2 separate regions of the Danio rerio genome follow, and region 2 is linked to region 1. The links are chromatin contacts, called in public Hi-C maps. All regions are on one chromosome and are shown on one strand. The core of a region is the stretch at or near the end of the contact, and the rest is flanking DNA. Distances in the headings are between cores, read along the strand shown. Region 1 holds the start of ppp2r3b (protein phosphatase 2, regulatory subunit B'', beta). Region 2 overlaps slc25a6 (solute carrier family 25 member 6).

Evidence for each region. A called contact is a pair of places that touch in the nucleus more often than the background predicts.
Region 2: a contact with region 1 is called in a Hi-C map of an unstated tissue, with 3 times the contacts expected there. The contact joins the enhancer-like site here to the promoter of ppp2r3b in region 1. A contact is called at or near these places in 3 of 18 Hi-C or Micro-C datasets (caudal fin, hematopoietic stem cells and an unstated tissue) and 1 of 4 datasets of contacts at active chromatin or transcription factors (caudal fin).

Annotation. Positions count from the first base shown.
Region 1 is chr9:36,199,722-36,204,936 of GRCz12tu, forward strand. ppp2r3b (protein phosphatase 2, regulatory subunit B'', beta) reads right to left here and starts at 2,063. Exons shown (of 14, transcript XM_689298.10): 1 at 1,993-2,063.
Region 2 is chr9:36,556,308-36,561,281 of GRCz12tu, forward strand. slc25a6 (solute carrier family 25 member 6) reads right to left here. Exons shown (of 4, transcript NM_001128732.1): 3 at 2,776-2,916; 4 at 2,148-2,667. The coding sequence ends at 2,510. Among named protein-coding and RNA genes, the nearest start is that of slc25a6, 5.1 kb to the right of the region's middle. Within about 2 kb of position 2,789, at least 4 of the 62 cell types and tissues checked have an H3K27ac peak or open chromatin away from gene starts, as enhancers often do.

The DNA of each region.
Region 1 (5,215 bases), core at 813-3,312:
GTATGACTTCAAAACAACATTGACTGTGAACAATGCTGTATTTTGATAGTTCATTGGCTGCTAATATGATTTCCCTATTGAGAATAGAAAAGAAGACGTTTCTGAGATCATATCATTCAGTAGGAAGTTTCAATGTGCGAATATAAAACCAATTTTACCCTAGTAAACCATGTTGCAAAATTCACAACCTATTTAAAGTGCATAAAAAACATGTAAACGACAAATGCTTTGTTCATGCATATCAATTTGTGTAGTAGTTTATATTTGTAACAAACTGAACAAATACTCAATGCAACCAAATCTAAAGAAAATGGTATGTGTTTGACGGGCAAAAATAAAATGTAAACAAAAAATGTTAAGGAAAACAATTTAAACAAACTGAATACATTTGGGTGTCACAGTGGCGCAGTGAATAGCACAAACGCCTCACAGCACGAAGGTCGCTGGTTTGAGCCCCGGCTGGGTCAGTTGGCATTTCAATGTGGAGTTTGCATGTTCTCCCTGTGTTGGTGTGTGTTTCCTCCGGGTGCTCTGGTTTTCCCCACAAGTCCAAAGACACTAAATGGTGAATTGGGTAAGCTAAAATTGTCCGTAGTGCATGTGTGTGATTCTCAGTCATAAGTTGCAGCTAGACAGGCATCCGCTGCGTAAAACATATGCTGGATAAATTGGTGGTTCATTCCACTGTGGTGAGCCCTGATTAATAAAGGGGCTAAGCCAAAAAGAAAATGAATGAATGAAACTGAATACATTTAACAAATGAATATACAGTACAACAACAATAAAAAAATCTTTATACAATTTATTTTCCATGTGTGTAAAATGGGTAAAAATATAGACAGCTGTTTGATTATGATCTCACACAACTAAGCAACATATATCACTGTGTCCTAACAAAATAGCAATGCAATGTTAATTAATTCCCTGCCAAAACGTTACGATCATGTTTAATGATAGTAACGTTACTTAAAGGGTTTTAACTAGGGTAAAATTGGCTTTATATTTGCACATTCAGACTTTCTTCTTAATGATATAATCTCAGAAAAGTATTATTTGCATATAAGCAGCCAATGACAATTAAAGAACAACATTGATATCGCAGTCTCATAACAAGAAAACAATTAAAACTTATAAAACATGTGTTTTATTTAATATACTACATTAATTTGTATTATTTTTTTCATGTGCCCTCATTTATTTATTTAGTTTTTGTTTCTTTTTCTTCCTCATTGTCTTTCTTTTGCTTTACCTTTATTATATTTCTTTAAAAGTGTCGCATTTCTCCTGTTGCAGTTTGTATTGTTTGTTATACATCTAACTGTTTGCATTTCTACCTGTTGTAGTTGCCTGCTATTGCAATAATAAAAAAGTACATCATTGCTCACAGTCAGACAGTGCTAATGTTGTTTTCAAGTCATACTTGCATGCGATTTAAGACTGAATATTCAAAGTATGGAAAACAAGATATGTCGTCTCACAAATAATGACTGAACGAATGTGAGAATCTGAAACCAACTTTATACCAGTAACTTAAAGTGTTTAACTTGCCGTTGGCTTCAAATGTCACAAACAACAACCTTTAAACTCCGTGAAAGCAAGATGTGCTTTTATTGAATTCTATTATAAGTCACTTAAAGTACTAGTATCTGAACCAACTATGCTATTGTAAACTAACGTTACGGTTTATAAACATCCCACCGCGGATGGCGAAAGTGGAGAACACACCAAATTATCCCAATTCAAGTTCACCTTATTTAACTCACAATTTCACACACGTTAAGCGTTTAGGCAGAACCCCAAGTTAGCTGAAACACGAGAGAAATAAACTGGTTTGTTGCTGTTGCTAGCAGACTAACACGGAGCATATACTCTCACTGCTAACGGACAAACTATTACATAAACACCGCCAGCATTTCGTAACATAGATAAAGAAACGTACAGTCAGCCGGTAAACACGACAAAGTAAACGGTAACTGGTTTGCATTACTCTACCTGCAGTTATAAAGAAGATTTTTGTTTGTTTTTGTTCATTCCAATAGGGGTACACTTTGAACCAAACTCTCGTCTCCTCAGGTAACCGGGAAAAGTTTATATCGCGAGAGTGGCGAACACACGCGAAAGACTCGTTCATTAAAAGCGGTTCTTTTAAAGAATCGATTCGCAAAAGGAATTGCATTTCACTTGATTACAGAGTCGAATTATCCGATTCATTGTCTGAAGTGAACGTTTTGACTCCGAACGAAACATTGCATAAACAGGTTTTTGTTTAAAGGTGTAAAATATTCTACTAGTAGTTATAGAAAAAAATTACTCAGCAGTATTAATTAATATATATATATATTTTTGCCACTGAGCTGAATTTAAACGATAAAAAACAAAGCACAGGAGTTCAACATAGCCTATATGACAACAAACATAACATAAATGACAAAGCATGAGTTTGCTTAGAACAATTCTAATTTACTGATGAATTTACTAATTTCTTTCTATTTTACTGAAATAATAATAAGAATAGGGGCGTCATGGTGGTGCAGTGGGTAGCACAATCACCTCACAGCAAGAAGGTCGTTGGTTTAAGCATCAGCTGGGTCAGTTGACATTTCTGTATGTAGTTTGCATGTTCACCCTGTGCTTGTGTGGGTTTCCTTAGGGTGCTCCGGTTTCACCCACAAATCGAAATACATGCGCTGATGGGTTGCAGCTAGAAGGGCATCCACTGCGGGAAAAACATGCTGGATACGTTAGTGAATTACTCAGCTATAGCAACCCCAGATTAATAAAGGGAATAAATCGAAAAAAATGAGTTAATGAATGAATAATAATAATAATAATCTCACCCATCCTCTGAAACTACTTCAAGTTAATTTATTTATTCAGTTATACAGTTGGTGAAAGCGGGGACAAAAGAAACATTTTTCATAAAAACCTAAATTTTAAAAGAATTTTATAACATTTTATAATGTTTTTAGCAAAACTATTTTGCTGTGGTTACTAACTCACAATAGTGTTTCAAAATCTGGTGTTATTTTGTATCAATATATAATAGAGATGCCCAAAGTAAGGCCCGCGGGCCTAAATTGTCCCACTGTAACCTTTGATTGGGCCCAGCATCCCGTCTGGGAGGAGAGTGATTATGATGGAGAGGATTGGGGCTAATGCCTTTAACAGAGATTGTAGTTTCTAATTTGACTTAACCTTTTTTGTTTTATTGCTGAGATAAAAAAAGCTAACTGAAATTAAATGTTTCAATTAAATTTTGTAAATGAATCAGATTTTTAAAATTTTTTTATGTAAATACTGTTAGTCGAATAAAGGTCTATGCAGAAGACATCAGGGAACAAATCAAGGCAAAAACCAGTGTAAGTCTGTTATAAATTTGATAGTTTTGTTTTTACTGTAATAAGTTCATTCATTCATTCATTCATTTTCTTTTCGACTTAGTCCCTTTATTAATTCGGGGTCGCCACAGCGGAATGAACCACCAACTTATCAAGCTCATTTTTTACTCAGTGAATGCCCTTCCAGCCACAACCCATCTCTGGGAAACATCCACACACCCATTCACACTCATACACTATAGACACTTTAGTCTACGCAATTCACCTGTACCGCATGGGGGGGTGGGTGGGTGGCGGGGGGGCAGGGTGAAACCATAATAAGTTCCTTAATAATGAAAAAAAAAAATACTGTATTAGTTTATATAAAGCAATGTTTTCTAATCTTTTTAAAAATATTATTAAATAAACTAGGAAATTACCCATTGCAACTATATTCACCTTTGGCCCACTAGCCTCAATCAAGTTTGGTTTTTAGGATTTCGTAAGAAAAAGTTTAGAAACCCCTGCTTTGAACAAAAGTTACTTTGTTTAACACATTGTTACTTTTGAGCCCATAGACTGGGACGAAAGTAACACACGGGTGGGTCAAAAGTAAAACAACAATATTTGCTAGATTTACTGGCTCAATCTTGTTTATTTGAAATAAATCTGACGATAACGTTGTTAATGTTAATTGCAAACATATTACACAAAAAAAATAAACGGCATTTTCATTTTAAATGTCACTTTTAGAAAATGTTTCAGAAGCAATTCAACAATGCAAAATGCTCTTTTTTATTATTATTGGCTACATGCAATAATCTTATAAAACATATGAATAAAAAAACTGAAAACTAATGTGGAAGTGAAAAATAAGGCATGTCTATTAGCAGCAGGACAAAAATACGTGTTACTTTTGTGCCCACAGGAACTCTTGCAATTTAAAACTCAGACATTTCAAACTCAAGGGTGTGCTATTGCATTAAATAACTTGTAGATTGATCATTAGTGTGACACATGAGAAACACAATATGTAATAAGGAAAAAAGAACCACTTCAATAATTTACTTATTGCACTTAAAAACTGAAATTTGGAGATAACTGTGGGACACAAGAAATCACATGATATTTGGCAGCTCCATCGAGGGTTGCATGCTGAATGTGCTGTTATAGCCTGGGAATAAAATGTTGTCAGAGTTCGAGAAAATCACTTTGTTGCTTTCATCCCATGTTACTTTGTCCCAGCTCTTCCCCTGCTAAGGTCCCAAACTTTCCATACAATATATCTAACAATGACCTTGTTAATGTTAATTGTAAACATATTACACAAAAAAAAATGAACGGCATTTTCATTTTAAATGTCACTTTTAGAAAATGTTTCAGAAACAATTCAACCATGCAAAATGCTCTTTTTTATTTGGTTCAGGATCTGAAAAGCTACTCATCGATGAATTTGCTCTTCAGTGTTTGGACTCTCAATAATGACTTCAAACCACACTTAACTGAGCTAAACTGAACTTAAACACTAAAAACTGAACTACCCTGATCCAGTTACTATGACCATTTACGTGAAGCTGCTTTGACACAATCCACATTGTAAAAGCACTATACAAATAAAGCTGAATTGAATTGAATTGTTTTACTATGAAGAAAACAACATTTGTCTAAATTGAACCTACAAAAAATAAACATTGCATTGTCAGTTCTTGCATTTTAATGCAAATTCTTTCAGGGTTTGCATGCGCTTTTATTCAATTCTAAACATTTTACATATATTTCCATTCTAAAAAAATAATTACCATTAAAATGAATTCACATCCATTTCTTTCCATCACAACACTATCACTAAGCAAAAATTGTAATAGCCCATGAAAAAAATATATATATATGTGTCACGG
Region 2 (4,974 bases), core at 1,539-4,038, 360 kb after region 1:
ATATTTAAAATATAGACTTTGCATAAGTGTATCTCTAATATTTCTCTGGCTGGATGCTTAAAAGGAATGTTCATCTAAAAATGAAAAACCTTTATATTTACTGAGCCTCAAGGTTTCAAAGATGCAGGTGACTTTTTTCTTTAATAAAATGTTACAAATAAAACTGTGGTCCTTGGCAATGTTGGGTTTAATTAGTTACAAAGTAACTAGTTACTGTAATTAAACTACTTTTCTGCTGAAAAAGTAAAGTAAGATTTATTTCCAGTTTGTGGTAATTTAATTAGTTACTTATAATTAGGGCCAGACAGAATCTGCTGACATTTTTTGCTATTTCTGCTGAGAATTTAGTTTAAAAAATCTGCGTATTTATGCAGAATTATTTTAGGAGTATTATAACTAAAAACTATTCAGTTACTAATAAAAATCATACATTTTTAACTTTTATTTAATGTCTATAATGCAAATCCAATTAGACTAGTAAACCAATTATTTGGTAAACAAAACAAGTCTCTTATATAATATATCTACTAAAAGACAGAACATATTACTTTACAAACTGTACTGTAAATAAATCATATGAACATTTCAATATTACTATGATTATATCACAATAATATTAGTAAAATTAATTTAAAAACTGAATAAATATAAAATTACACACATACATAGACATAACGATGGGCTAAAAATCTGCAGATTTCTGCGCACAGATTCTGTGTGGGCCTACTTATAATATATTTGGCGTATGTAAATTCAACAGTTCTGTATAAATCGCTTCAGAGAAGCAATCATATACTTTTAGCAAAATATTAAAATTTTTAAGCAAAGACGTTTACATTTATCCTGTTGCACATGCTTAAGAAACAACAAATTGTGTAAAAAAATAATGACAATATATGCTATGTGTAAAAAATGGTGTAATAACAATTAAACTTTCACGTTTTGATACACATACTTTTAACAATTCTTAAGTGCTAATTGTGTTTTACGCTAAAAGGCCCTGTTTGACTCCAATTTAAATAATTTAAACAGATTTTCTATGCATTGAAACTTATAGGAATTTTAAGCAGTATTGAGTCAAGTAATGCATTTTTTATTTATTCTTTATGTTACTTCCATACAAAATAATTAGAAAAGTAATTTACATAGAATTTTAACATTCATTCAATCATTTTCCTTCCTGCTAACCACTAAGCAATCGTATCACCCTACAAATTAGTTACTGTAATTAAACTACTTTTCCATTTTGAGGTAATTTAATTAGTTATTTATAATATACTTGCCTTACATACTGTAAATAAATTCAACAGTTCTGTATAAATCACTTCAAAGAAGCAATCAAATTACTTTAGTAGAATATCTCTATTTTTAAGCAAAGACGTTTACATTTATCACGTTGCACATGCTTAAGACACAACAAATTGAGTAAAAAATTATTGACATTATATGCTATGTATAAAAATGTTGTAATTACGTTAAGCTTTCATGTTTTATACATAATTTTTTTTTACATATCTTAATTGATAAATGTGGATAAGTGTTCATTTTTTTATGCTAAAAGGCCCTTTTTGACTCCAATTTCAAGAATTAAAAGAGTTCTATTGCATATGCATGGAAACTTAGAGAAGTTTTAAGCAGTATTGCTCCAAGTAATTAAATTCCTTATTTATTCTTTATGTTACTTACTGACAAACTAATTAGAAAAGTAATTTAAATACATTAAAAATGTAATCTGTAATTAAAAAAAAACTTTTTGAAGTAACTTGCCCAACACTGGTTCGTGGTGATTTAAGAGTTACGTAATCTTTGAGAGATGGAGAAACATTTTAAGGTACAACAAAACTAATAGCCGTGGCTCCTGATGATATTGATCTATATATGTTTATGTGTAGCCTCTTTGTTTTTTGACCCCTAAAATGCCACACTGTAAAACTTATATGACCAATTAGTCATGACGACATATGTTTTTAGTTCATTGTAACTTATCAAACTGAGTTAATTATGTTCTGACTTTAATTTGATAAGTTACGCAAGCTGTTTTAAGTCAGTTAAACAATGTTCAAAGGACTCATAAGGTTAATTTAATTCCGCTTAAAAATAAGCCAACCAGTATTTTTTACAGTGCAGGAGCTGTAGAATATTATGCATCACCAAGGGTTATTCCCACTAAATATATTTGTTTTAATGTATTAATGAATAAAAAAAATCACCTGCATTTAAATTGCCTGAGCATGAGTAAACTAACGTTTAATTTTTATGAAAACTATCCTTTTAAATAACACACTGTTGCTTTCTTTTCAGAAAACATTGTCTTAAAAAGAAAGAACATGTCTTAAACACAACAAATGCAGCAACAAACACAAATATTTAAAAATATGACTCGCTAAAGTGTTCTCTAACACAATTTAACCAAGACCGCATCTGTGCATAGTGGAGAGGGTTTGGTTAAAGCTTAATAAAGCGCTGTGGTAAAAGCTACTCTACTTCCATTTAGTATATATACAGTAGTTTAAATATACTTCTTGAATTCATCATAAAGCACGAGAACAAAAGCGCCCCCCATTCCTCTGAGTACATTAGACAGAGCCCCTTTGAAGAACGCTTTGCTGCCCTCATCACGAGCGATCTTTCTCCAGCAGTCAAGGGTTCCAGTGTACATAATATCCGCTGGGAAAACAAAAGACAAGGGCTTGAGCTGAAATAAATGCACACTTGGTGGAGAACAGCGAGTTATTCAAATGAGTGCATATGTTTGAGCTTGTGTGTACTGCATACCTCCTTTGCGCCCAGACTGCATCATCATGCGACGACGCACAGTGTCGAATGGGTAGGAGACCACGCCAGCCACTGCTGTCACAGTTTGTGCAATCATCCAGCTGACCATAATGTGGGTGTTCTTTGGATCGGGAAGCATGCCTGCACATCAGCGTAATCAAGAAACCATGCATAAATTCGACATGATTAAGAAGAACTGGCAGTGTAAATAACAATAAAAATAGCCACAATACAGGCTGAATGGGCTCTATGCACTATTAGTGTTTTTCAGCCAAAGATAAACTTCCGGTGAAATGTTAATGTGACTATTTTCAATTTTATAAGGTTGTTTTTACAGCATTGATGTTGTAATGTAATTACAATACATTCAGTTAAACAGACTTAAGCATTCATTTAGTTGTTCAAGCATAAAACTAGATGAAGGGCCGTGTATCAGATAGCACCAACAGGAGCAGCAGTCGAGCGCAGAAACTCCATTAAAAATACTAGGGTAAAATAAACTGTCATATTTTAAAGACATGGTGAGGGAAAATGTAATTTATTGAAGTGCTTCTTGTCCAGTCTGAGACCCACTATATATATATATATATATATATATATATATATATATATATATATATATATATATATATATATATATATATATATATATATATTTTATATATATCAGGCAGCGAAGATTGCTGATTTTAAAGAAATCAGACCCTAAACATGGCAACTTTATAATGGAAAGACAACTCAACCAGAAGCACTGAGGCTGGCTGGCTAAAATTAAAAGTCTTTGTGCATATGCACCATTTAAGGAGAAAGAAGTAACACATGCTCTGAAATTATGTGTTAGTCCAGCCGGGCCACAAAGATTGTGTGTGATTGAGTGATGAGATACATAAATACATTTTTTTATTACTATATTTGTCTAGCATGCTGATCTATTATATATGTATAATATATATATATATATAAATCAGGATTCGACAAGCCAAATTTTGGGTTTGTTTTTAATGTTCTTATTATGCCTTGTTATAACTTCTATTCATTTTTAGTCCATTATTCTATGTTCAAACAATTAAAATACAATTCTAGATTATGTTTACTTCTACAAACCATAAATATATGTTACATTGGCAAAATGATAATGTTTTATTACAGCTTTCAGGAAATATCTGTAAATTTAATGGAAACTGAATTGGTCATTTTCTACCATTATCCATTTAACTTTTTTACATTGTAAAAATACAGATATTTAACAGAAATGTTTTTACAGTAAGTGATGCACAACTCATTATCATCATCTGAATCACACAAATGCTTTAGCATATATTAAAAATATTAATTTGAAAACGACAACAGTTACACAATCATATAGTAGAATATGGGCTGCATGATGTTGAAAAAACTAACACTGCAATATTTTCATTTAGTGCAATATATATTGCGATATAAAAGCAATTTCAGCAGACGACTTGAAGAGCTAGAAAAAAATCATAATTTTAAATCGATTGGGATGATTCTGTATAGGGAACGTATCTGAATAAAATATCATTTAAAAAATGGTAAATAAAGTTAAATACAACAGTGAAAGGATTCAAATAAACAATGATTTATGATTTTACGGCCAGTCAAATAGTATTCAGAAACAGAAATTACATAATTAGCTTATAATTATAACAATAACACTATTGTTTTAATTGAGTAAGTAGTAATTTATATAATGTAAAATTCAGCTTTAAGCAAAAAACATTTTAATTATTGTGCCCAAATGGCTTAGAAATTCTTACAATCAAGTGTTAAAAACACATGTAAATAATAAACTTTGACTCTAAGGTTAAAATATAAAATTACTCCACTATGTTGTTGACTGTAATGTCTGGTCAACTATAATCCTAACTACATTGCAGACTCACACATGGCGATATCGATGCTAAAAATATATATTTTACTGCCAGCCTATAACATATCTCAATTAATTTTTATTTATTTATTGTAATTTATTATTTATTTATTAATTTATTAAATTAATGTCCAAATGATAAAATTACAATTCTGCATTCTGTTTACCACTACACTCAAAATATGAACTACACTCGCATAAAAATGTGTTAATTCAAGAAATGTTTTATACAGGTTGCATTGCACTTTTTTTTCAACTCAAATGAAGTCTGTACATTTTTCTTTTTTTAAAACATTGTATTGAACCTC